Regions from separate parts of the Mus musculus genome. Here regions 2 and 3 are each linked to region 1. The links are chromatin contacts, called in public Hi-C and promoter capture Hi-C maps. All regions are on one chromosome and are shown on one strand. The core of a region is the stretch at or near the end of the contact, and the rest is flanking DNA. Distances in the headings are between cores, read along the strand shown.

What was found. Promoter capture Hi-C pulls out the DNA fragments that hold promoters and counts their contacts. A called contact is a pair of places that touch in the nucleus more often than the background predicts.
Region 2: a promoter capture Hi-C map of neutrophils shows a contact between it and region 1. The contact joins the promoter of Ceacam18 here to the promoter of Cd33 in region 1. A contact is called at or near these places in 8 of 39 promoter capture datasets (the HPC-7 cell line, cranial neural crest, hematopoietic stem and progenitor cells and 5 more), 1 of 15 datasets of contacts at CTCF or cohesin (the NIH/3T3 cell line), 4 of 484 Hi-C or Micro-C datasets (embryonic stem cells, granulocyte-monocyte progenitors, nephron progenitors and 1 more), 1 of 115 datasets of contacts at active chromatin or transcription factors (microglia) and 4 of 9 other capture datasets (adipose tissue, bone marrow-derived macrophages, liver and 1 more).
Region 3: a contact with region 1 is called in a Hi-C map of erythroblasts, with 4 times the contacts expected there. The contact joins the promoter of Siglece here to the promoter of Cd33 in region 1. A contact is called at or near these places in 15 of 39 promoter capture datasets (the C10 cell line, the HPC-7 cell line, HPC-7-derived erythroid cells and 11 more), 1 of 15 datasets of contacts at CTCF or cohesin (pro-B cells), 23 of 484 Hi-C or Micro-C datasets (B cells, ECoMG myeloid progenitors, ECoMG-derived neutrophils and 15 more), 13 of 115 datasets of contacts at active chromatin or transcription factors (the 230-238 cell line, the HPC-7 cell line, bone marrow-derived macrophages and 5 more) and 5 of 9 other capture datasets (adipose tissue, bone marrow-derived macrophages, liver and 2 more).

Annotation. Positions count from the first base shown.
Region 1 is chr7:43,531,617-43,535,167 of GRCm38.p6, reverse strand. Cd33 (CD33 antigen) reads left to right here and starts at 1,997. Exons shown (of 6, transcript NM_021293.3): 1 at 1,997-2,110; 2 at 2,186-2,566; 3 at 2,852-3,130. The coding sequence starts at 2,074.
Region 2 is chr7:43,633,223-43,636,581 of GRCm38.p6, reverse strand. It overlaps Ceacam18 (carcinoembryonic antigen-related cell adhesion molecule 18), which reads right to left and starts at 1,843. Exons shown (of 6, transcript NM_028236.1): 1 at 1,767-1,843. The coding sequence starts at 1,818.
Region 3 is chr7:43,658,627-43,662,032 of GRCm38.p6, reverse strand. It overlaps Siglece (sialic acid binding Ig-like lectin E), which reads left to right and starts at 1,872. Exons shown (of 7, transcript NM_031181.2): 1 at 1,872-2,339; 2 at 2,545-2,823; 3 at 3,013-3,060. The coding sequence starts at 1,901.

The sequences.
Region 1 (3,551 bases), core at 748-3,247:
TATGTAGTTTGAAGCAGAATACACTTTCTGGGATACCAGGAAGTGTAAACAGATTAAAGAAAAGCCTGATACTAAGTGGACTAAAGGGGGTGGTGACCTCAGAGCAAAACCCCACCTAGCCAAGATTCTAACTTATGAAGAAGAATTTTTAAAAAGTGAAAAGTAATTTTTAAAAAAGCTTAGGAGTGCTTGTGTTGTTGTACACCTTTAATCCCAGGACTCAGGAGGCATAAGTTGGCCTGTCTCTGAGTTCAAGGCCAACCAAGCTTGGGCAGTTAAGAAAACCACTGAAAACATAAATCTGGTGAAAAATGTATTTCAATAAGGGCTCCATGTTCCAACCCCAGCAAGCAGCAGCCACATTCTTCTTCAAAATATCACAAGAACAGTCTTTAGGCCAGTTAATAATGTTTTTTCTCCTCTGAAACCTCTTGAGCAAGGCCATCATAGTTTACATTGCTCTCAGTACCACTCTTGTCCCTGCTGCTACCAGTATGGCCCACTAAACCCCATTAAATTGTTCAACTGCCTTTCTAGTAACATCCTGAAGTCCACATTCCACCAACAAGCAGTATGGTCAGACCTGTCACACCAATACCTGATTCTTAGTACCAACTTTTGTCCTAGCCAGTGTTCTATTGCTGTGAAGAGACGCCATGACCATGGCAACTCTTATAAAAGAAAGCATTTAATTGGGACGTTCTTACCATTTCAAAGGTTTAGTCCATTTTTTTTTATCATAGTGTGAAGCATGCAAGTAGACATGGCACTGGAGAAGTAGCTGAGAGTTCTACATCCAGACCCACAGTCAGCAGGAAAAGAGAGTGACCCTAGGCCTGGCTTGAGCGTTTGAAACCTCAAAGTCCACCTCCAGTGACACACTTCCTCCAACAAGGCCACACCTCCTAATCCCTCTCAACTAGTGCCACCTCCTGATGGCCAAGTATTCAAATATATGAGACTACACAGAGGGGGGGGCATTCTTATTCAAACAACCACACTTATGGTATTTTACCACAGAGACAGAAACCGTAAAACAGGGACTATAATCTCTCTGCTTAACAATGAGCCACAGAAGGAACACAGACAAGGACATCTGCCTCTGAAACCCTAAATAATTCTCTCCAGTGTCTTCTGGATGTTTTCTCCACTTGCTGGTCTGTATAACCCGCTCTGTGTGGTCCACACCAGGGACAACTGAGGAAAGAAAGTAAGTACATTAGGAAGGTCAAGCTGGGGGGGCCACATTTTACAAAGCCAATGGAATTTGTTCCTCCCATTCTATCCACTTATTCCTGAAAACCCACTTGCTAGATACACAGGGTAGTCAAAGTTCCAACCAGTTCCTTTATCCCTCCCTAGGGCAGCTAGAGTCTTAGTTAATTCCATATAGAACTTCTTAGTCTTTCCTTACAGTTTTCCAGCAAAGAGGAACCTCTCATGATGTGCTTCTGCCACATACTCATTCATTTATTCATTCCTTCATTCATTTATTCATTCCCTCATACTTCACCCTACAGGAATTCACCCCCCTCATTTCTTTGTAGGGTCCCTGGATCAAGAGCCAAGATTCCAGCTGGTGGTGCCCGAGTCGGTGACAGTTGAGGAAGGCCTGTGTGTCCATGTGCCCTGAAGTACCTTGTTCCTTATTCCTCAAGGTTCCTCTGTTAACCCCTTGAGCCCTGCCTCTGCCAGACTGACTTTTGAGCACATTCAGAAGCTGTGGATTTTCAGACAGCATCTAATTTTCTGATGGTGACAGTGGAATGGGAGGAAGCCACAAAGAAGAGACGGGAGCCGGAGGTGGGTTCTTCTCAGTGAGTGTAGCCCAACATGTGGAAAGTGGAAGTGTTTAATCTTCAAGTTCTGTGACAGCTCCAATAGCATATGTGTGGAAAGTTCCTTCTCTGTGGTCAATTACTCTCTGCCTGACTTTATTACTGGGGTTCCAGTGAGATTTCTTCTCAGTCCTGTGACACCATAGTCTTCGACTCTCACCCATGACAGGAAGCGTCAACCACCCAACCTTCCTTCCCCTTTTACTTGTAGGAACCTAGGACCATTCACTGTGCTATGCTGTGGCCACTGCCGCTGTTCTTGCTGTGTGCAGGTAAGTGTTGCGGGGGTGGGGGTCTTGAATAGCGGCTGGTGGGACAGAACCAAGATACCTCTCATTTCTTTGCAGGCTCCCTGGCTCAGGATTTAGAATTCCAGCTGGTGGCGCCCGAGTCAGTGACAGTCGAGGAGGGCCTATGTGTCCATGTGCCCTGCAGTGTTTTCTACCCCTCCATTAAGCTCACTTTAGGACCTGTGACCGGCTCCTGGCTCCGGAAAGGGGTCAGTCTCCATGAAGACTCTCCAGTGGCCACAAGTGACCCCAGACAACTAGTGCAGAAGGCAACACAGGGCAGATTCCAACTCCTTGGGGACCCACAGAAACATGACTGTTCCCTGTTCATCAGAGATGCACAGAAAAATGACACAGGAATGTACTTCTTCAGAGTGGTCAGAGAACCTTTTGTGAGATATTCTTACAAAAAAAGCCAGCTGTCACTGCATGTGACCTGTAAGCAATGAAGTCACCTGATAGTATCTTAAGAGGCCACAAGGCCCAGTGTGTGTGTGTGTGTGTGTGTGTGTGTGTGTGTGTGTGTGTGTGTGTGTGTGTGTTGGAAGACTTGTACCTCATCCTTGGTAGATCCCTCACACAGATGCTGGGCTGTGTGAAGGAAGATGGTTGTCCTGAGGGAGAGTCTGCTGTCCAGGGAGTTTTTGAGTATCTACAATTGCTTATATCTCTGCCTTTCTGTCTGTGTGTCTGTGTGTCTGTCTCTTTCCCTTCTTCCCTCAGCTCTATCACGGACTCCTGACATTATAATCCCGGGGACCCTGGAGGCTGGCTATCCTAGCAATCTCACCTGCTCTGTGCCCTGGGCTTGTGAGCAGGGGACACCCCCTACTTTCTCCTGGATGTCAACTGCCCTCACCTCCTTGAGTTCCCGAACCACAGACTCCTCCGTGCTGACGTTCACACCTCAGCCTCAGGACCATGGTACCAAACTCACCTGCTTGGTGACCTTCTCTGGAGCAGGTGTCACTGTGGAAAGGACCATCCAGCTCAATGTTACCCGTGAGTGTTGCGTCAGGAAACAAGGCTCTGAGTTTAAGGCAGGGGTTCATGGTAGCTGTGTCTTGATGGCCTGACTATTTGTGAGTCCTGGAAACACACAGGCCCAGTCTTTCTGACTATGATGTCTTGACTAGTTATGGGAACTCCTGTCTTGCCTTGTCCTCAGCTCAACTCAACATGCAAACTTTTTCTCTAAAACATCTGTACAGAATCCCTAGTTTCATGCACAGGTGGGGAGAGTTGTCATGGAGTGGGAGAGCAGGGACTCTTGAGCTTAGCCCACAGACCACCTCTCTTCACACCGGAGACACTCTTTGCTACAGAATCAGCGACCCCCTCCCCATCCACAGCCTACATTACACCTGAGCCCACAAACTCCTCAATCCTTTGGACCATTTCTGGACATGGACTTTTGGCTACT
Region 2 (3,359 bases), core at 594-3,093, 100 kb before region 1:
TTTGGGAGGCTGTGGCCTTTTGCAGACAAGGTCTTAGTGGTGGAAGCAGGCCACTAAACGGAAGCCTGCAGAGCTCATACCTAGCCTCTGGCTCCTACCCTGCTCTGTGTTCCTGTTATGTGCTATGTTGTGAACAGCCTCCACCCTACCTTGATGCTGCCACGAGCTGAACTGTTTCATCATGCCTCACTCCCACCCCAATCCACTAGAATGAACCATGAGCCAGCAAATCCTCCCTCTCCAGTTCCTGTCCAAAGTAACTCATACTGTAAATGAAGAAGTCCCAGTACAGCTGGCTCTAGAGCTGGCTTAGTGGTTAAGAGCACTCACTGCTCTGGCAGAGGACCTGGCTTTGGCCCCCAGCACCAGAGTGGGTGGCTTACAACAATTGTAACTCCAGCCCCGGGGTCTTTGGTGCCCTTTTCTGGCCCCCACAGGTACATGCATACATGTGGTGAACACAGATACACTCAAGCACACACATACATATACCTAGAATAAAATACATTGAGTTTCCAGTTGAGGACTGATTTCCCCCCAGTCCCAAGTCCTTGTCTTATCCACTCTCTTCTTATCTTCTCAGCCCCACCCACTTCCCTTTGCTACTGGCCTCCCCAATCCATCCTTCACACAATAGACATGTGCATCTCAATAAAACACAAGATGTGACCTTGCTTTCCTCAGTTCCGTAACCTTCTGTGTATGCTGGTCCCCATCTCCATACACAGATCTCTGCTCCACTCTCCCCATTTGCAGTCTACCTGAGAACTCATTTCTCCTTCATCCTTAGCTCTGATGTCTCCTGACCAGCCTGGGCCAGGTGTCTCTTCTGGGCTTCCTAGCATCGTAGGATCCCCTTACCCTAGCCTTGACTACTTAGACATTTAGTTTGAGGGCAGACCTGTGAGGTCCAGGCAGGCAGGGCTTGGCTGTGCCAGTTAACACTGGGTATATAGCTTTCATGACTATCTGGGGAATAAATGCAGGGAAGCCCCTCTCAGACTGTCTGGCACAGTCTGCAGATATGAATTCATTGAAGTGGATGTGGATAGGGTAGGACTTGCCACCACCTTAGACACAAACTGGTATCCCCTACTCTGTAATGCCTGAGGTTTGACTATGGGGGAGGTAAAGGTACCTGAGATCCCACTCCATACTGCAGGGCGAACACTGACATATTCAAGACCAGTATCTGTGCCTCCTAGCACATCACAGTAGCTGTGAGTATCAGGGAGCATAAAGAGTCCTGAAGAAGAAGGGGATTAGAAAGAGACCCAGGCTGGACAGGAAGAGAATCCAGATAGCTAGGGGAAGCCTAAGGAACACAAAGTGGTTGCAGGGAGGTAGGGGTCCAAGTTTACCACTTTACATGGCAGGTAGATGTGTGTGTGTGTGTGTGTGTGTGTGTGTGTGTGTGTGTGTGTGTGTGTGTGTGTGTTCTTGCTGTGGTTGTATGTATGCATATGTCTGAGTCTGTGTGTCTCATCTGTCTCTGTTTCTGTGTGTGTGTGTTCTTGCTGTGGTTGTGTGTATTATATGCATATGTCTGAGTCTGTGTGTCTCATCTGTCTATGTCTCTATGGGTGTGAGATATACCCTAGATGTATGTGCTCATGAGAGTCCTGGTGAGGGACCTGGCTCCAACCCTCTTCCTGCTGCTTCCATCATAAAGCTTCTGAGTTATGCCTCAACAGATCTGTTTCCTGCTCCTTCCGAGCTTCTCCCCTCCCCCCTAGGCTCAGAAAGCAGATTTTCTCCCCTCTTACCCACAAGGGTGAGCCACCTCCAGGGGCTAAAGCTAGGCCTAGAAAAGTCCATGGACTTCTTGGGTCCTCCAGAGCTCGGCAGGTTCTGCAATGTCCCTGCCCTGCCCTCCCCTCTTCGTGTGGCTCCTCCTAGAAAGGACTCTGCCCGGCAGTGAGGGCAGACCTACGGCTGCACGTCTTATCTTTATAGCTCTATGTCATCTTCCAGCTTTTGCTTATCTCATTTTTATACCTATTAATGTTTTTATGACTATGACACAAACAACACCAGCTTCTTGCTAGTTTTCAAAAACTGGGAAATACTAAAAAGCAGTTACAAAGACAAGAGCATCATGTGTCTTTTGGTTGTTTAATTTTTTTCCTCCAGTACTGGGGATTGAACACAGGACTTTGCATGCTAGGCAAAGGCTCTACCATTGAGCTATATTCCCAACCACAAACAGCATTTGTGTGTGTGTGTGTGACACACACGTGTAAGGTTAGAGGATATGAAGGAGTATGTGGGTCCTAGGGATTAAACTCAGGTCATCAGGTTTGGTGGCAAGGAGTTTGACAGCAAAAGACCATTACATTTTAACCTATGTCTCCTTTCCATTTTAGCTGGCATTCGTGTTCAGGGCTGTGATTAATCTTTTAATTGCTTTGTCTCGGTTTATGACTATGCTCTTTCTACAGAATAATTCCCCATGACACACTCCCTCATGTTCTTCACTGGGTCATTTTTAAAGACCTGTACTAACTCCATTCAAGTGAAACTTCATGAAGCCGCACACACACACGAGACACATCTGGCAATAAATCACTTTAGGATGGGTTTTCTCCCTTTAAAAGAAGGGAGCAGACAGTGCTCTCTCTGTGTGTCTAGTGGGGTTAAGTCCTAGGTGATTTTGACAATTTCCCAGGCTCCTCTACCCTCTTACTCTGTGATGCTCCTGTCTCCCACCTCCTGACCCAAGATGGCAGCTGATGCTTTGTCCCCGCATCACCGAGCAGGAAGTAGGAAGTCTCAGGAAGAACCCCCGAGTGAGGGACACTTTCTGACAGTGGCTCACAACACTTCTGCCTGTATCTCATGGCGGCACCCTTAACTGCAGGGAAAACTACTGGATGTAACTTACCTGTAGATGTCTGTCTCTACTGCCGAGCCACATGCACAGATTATGGAGACAGGATCTCCTATGATAGCCTTGTCTACCCTGAAACTTGTGAGTACCTTGTTTCTACTTCCTGGATTCGGGGATCACAGCTATGTGTTACCATCTCTAACTATATCTATAGTTTCTCATCAAAAGAACAAAAACACCACCATCCTCCCCAGGGCAAGGTCTTCCATTCAAACACTGATATCTGGAAATACTCTCATGGTCACACCCAGACATGTTTCATCCAAACACGTTCACACTGGCATACAGAGTTAACTGTTGCACTCAGGTGTCCCAAATTAGCTGAGCCAATCTCTTACCTACCATCATCAAACTCAAGGGCAGATGTTTACACTGCAGTGAATGAAGCAGAGCCACGACATTGCTCCTGTGGTGTGCAGAACCATGGACCAACAGACTCCTCTTCCTGGCTCATAAGAGAGCACCTTCT
Region 3 (3,406 bases), core at 623-3,122, 130 kb before region 1:
ACAGCATCTCTTTAAAATGTCTCCTCTCTCGCTAGATCAGCTACATTAGACTTCCATTTGACAATCTTCTCTCTACCAAGTTTCAGTACAAAATTTCAGCCTCCTTATCCCCTGATCTACTGTGAGTGAGACTCCCCTCTGTAACCTTGCTGTATTTTGGCTTGTGCTGTGTTTGTTTTGACTTATATGTTTTGAGCCTGGGTCTGCTGAAGCCAAGGCTGAGCTGAAACTCACTATGTAACCAACCAAAATTGACATTGGACTTCTGACCCTCTTGCCTCCTATTCCTAAGTGCCAAGTTGGAAGGCACATACTACCACACACAACCTATGTGGTGCAGGAGATGGAACCTAGAGCTCTGTGTATATGAAACAAACACTCTACCAAGCTAGCTATATGTTCAGTTCCCTTGATAGGTTTTAGTGGGAAGAATGTTAATCTCCACCTGTTAGTTGTACTGGCTGGTTTTGTGTATCAACTTGACACAGGCTGGAGTTATCACAGAGAAAGAAGCGTCAGTTGGGGAAGTGCCTCCATGAGATCCAGCTGTGGGGCATTTTCTCAATTAGTGATCAAGTGGGGAGGGCCCATTGTGGGTGGTGCCATCCCTGGGATGGTAGTCTTGGGTTCTATAAGAAAGCAAGTTGAGCATGCCAGGGGAAGCAAGCCAATAAATATCATCCCTCCATGGCCCCTGCATCAGCTCCTGCTTCCTGACCTGCTTGAGTTCCAGTCCTGACTTCCTTTGGGGATGAGCAGCAGTGTGGAAGTGTAAGCCGAATAAACCCTTTCCTCCCCAACTTGCTTCTTGGTCGTGATGTTTGTGCAGGAATAGAAACCCTGACTAAGACAGTGGCAATATGTAAAGTGTTTGTTGCAGTTTTACTCTTAATCCAACTAACTCCTAAATAATTGAGATCGGACTATTATATTGATTTAACAAGCTTTAAGGGCAAAACAATTGAGCAGTACCAGTCTATTATAATCCTCTAAATTAATCCGGCTATGCCCCAGTTATACTTGCATTTTAGTACTGATCTGCTCCCTGGGCTCCAGGTCTTTCTGCATGTCTCCTGGACTGTCTCCTCGTGGTGAACCCCCACTTCCTTTCTCTGTCTCCCTGTCCCTAGCTGGGAGGAAGTCCAGTCCTATTTTCTCCCCGACTCAGTCATTGACTGATCAGCTTCTTTATTGACCAATCAGGGAATAATTGGGTAGCAATGTTTTGCAACCTGATATGGGGGCACAGAAATCAGCATTTGAACAATACAATGACAATCTTTACACACTGCACAGTAACATTATGTCTATATAAACCCCTCTATAGCAACTAGCCATTCAGTCTTTGCTACCACTACTGAATCTCTGGCTGTGAGATACTCGAGGGGCCTGAGATCCATCTCCTAATTGGACAGTGGAGCTTTGGGAACAAGCCTCGGGTCATTGTGCAGAGAGGGTGGGCAGCCAGGACAAGCTGCTAAAGGAAGGAGGGATGCTTCCCAGCCTGTACCTCCCAGTTCCCCTTCTTCCCTATGCCCTAGAACCATCCCCAACTCCACCAATATCATCAGCCTCAGGGGAAGCTCTGGGGGCTCTGGAGGGAGCAAATGCATTTTCACTGGGCAAAAAATGTCACTCAAAGGCCAAGGTTAGTAGAGAAGGAGGAGAGGTGGTCAGGCCCTGAACTGGTGAATGTGGGAGAGGCCATCTTTGGTCTCAGGAGTAGGTCTGGGTGGTAAGTAGCTGATACTCAAGGGTCCTGACAGTGCCTGGGTCTGAAGCTCTTCCTCCTGAGGCAGCCACTTTCCTGGCCTCACCCCTGCTTCCGCTGGGGCTTCCTCAGGGCCTTGCATCTCTTAGTTCCTCAAAGCAGAGCCTGGAGAGACAGTTTTAGCTGGACATGCTGCTGTTGCTGCTGCTGCTGCTGCTCTGGGGGATAAAGGGTGTGGAGGGTCAGAACCCCCAAGAGGTTTTCACCCTGAATGTGGAAAGGAAGGTGGTGGTGCAGGAGGGCCTGTGTGTCCTTGTGCCCTGTAACTTCTCCTATCTCAAGAAGAGGTTGACTGACTGGACTGACTCAGACCCAGTTCATGGATTCTGGTACAGGGAAGGAACCGACAGACGCAAAGATTCCATCGTGGCCACAAATAACCCAATTCGTAAAGCAGTGAAGGAAACCCGGAATCGATTCTTCCTGCTCGGAGACCCTTGGAGGAATGACTGCTCCCTGAACATCAGAGAGATCAGAAAGAAGGATGCGGGGTTATACTTCTTTCGCCTGGAGCGTGGAAAAACAAAGTATAATTACATGTGGGACAAGATGACTCTGGTTGTAACAGGTCAGACATGGTCTGCAAAGATGCCATGGGTTGGGAGCAGTGTACGAGATCATGCCTCAGGGCAGGGCTGGGATAGAACTCTGTCCTGGGAGCAGCTGGGTTTGAGCATCAGGGCTCAGGGGAGGAGCTGGATCAGAGCCGGGGCTTCCTCTGAAGCTGCACCTGATCCCATCCTGATGCTCCATTTCTCCCCTTTCCTCACCAGCCCTCACTAACACCCCCCAAATTCTTCTCCCGGAGACGCTTGAAGCTGGCCATCCCAGCAACCTGACCTGCTCTGTGCCTTGGGACTGTGGGTGGACGGCACCTCCCATCTTCTCCTGGACTGGTACCTCTGTGTCATTTTTGAGCACCAACACTACGGGTTCCTCAGTGCTAACCATCACCCCTCAGCCTCAGGACCATGGCACCAACCTCACTTGTCAGGTGACCCTGCCTGGAACTAATGTGTCCACAAGAATGACCATCCGTCTCAACGTGTCATGTGAGGCTGGGCTGGGATGCCTGTTTTTCTAGTACAAAGTGGTCCCCCAGGTGGGGTCAGGGTCTGGCCACTAGGTCCTAAAATCCTGATAAGGGTGCTTGTCAGGATGACGGCCCCCTGCCATACCCACCTAGGCACCTGCTGGGGACAGAGGGTGGTTGATGAGTTCACTGTGTCATTCTCTCTTAGATGCTCCAAAGAATCTGACTGTGACCATCTATCAAGGAGCTGACTCAGGTAGGTACCATCCTGGGTGGGGGATATAGCATCTCTTCTGTTCAGGAAGGCTGATTCTGCCTCACACTGGGCTCACCCTGGAGACAAGAGGTTCCTTGTTGGGAAACCACTGGATCAACTCCCCTGAAACTCCTAGGAGTTTGCACCGATCAATATCAACCCCACACTTTCCCAGATGTGCAATGCCCCTTGACCACCACAGGTACAGAGTGACAAGCATACAGCAGAGCCACACCGTCCAGGACCTTCTCCCCATTTATGGATCTACCTGCATTTCCCCAGTAGCTATGCTCTGAGTTCTTGTGCAAAGAGACATAGCTACACAGTTAGACACTCAGAACGCATA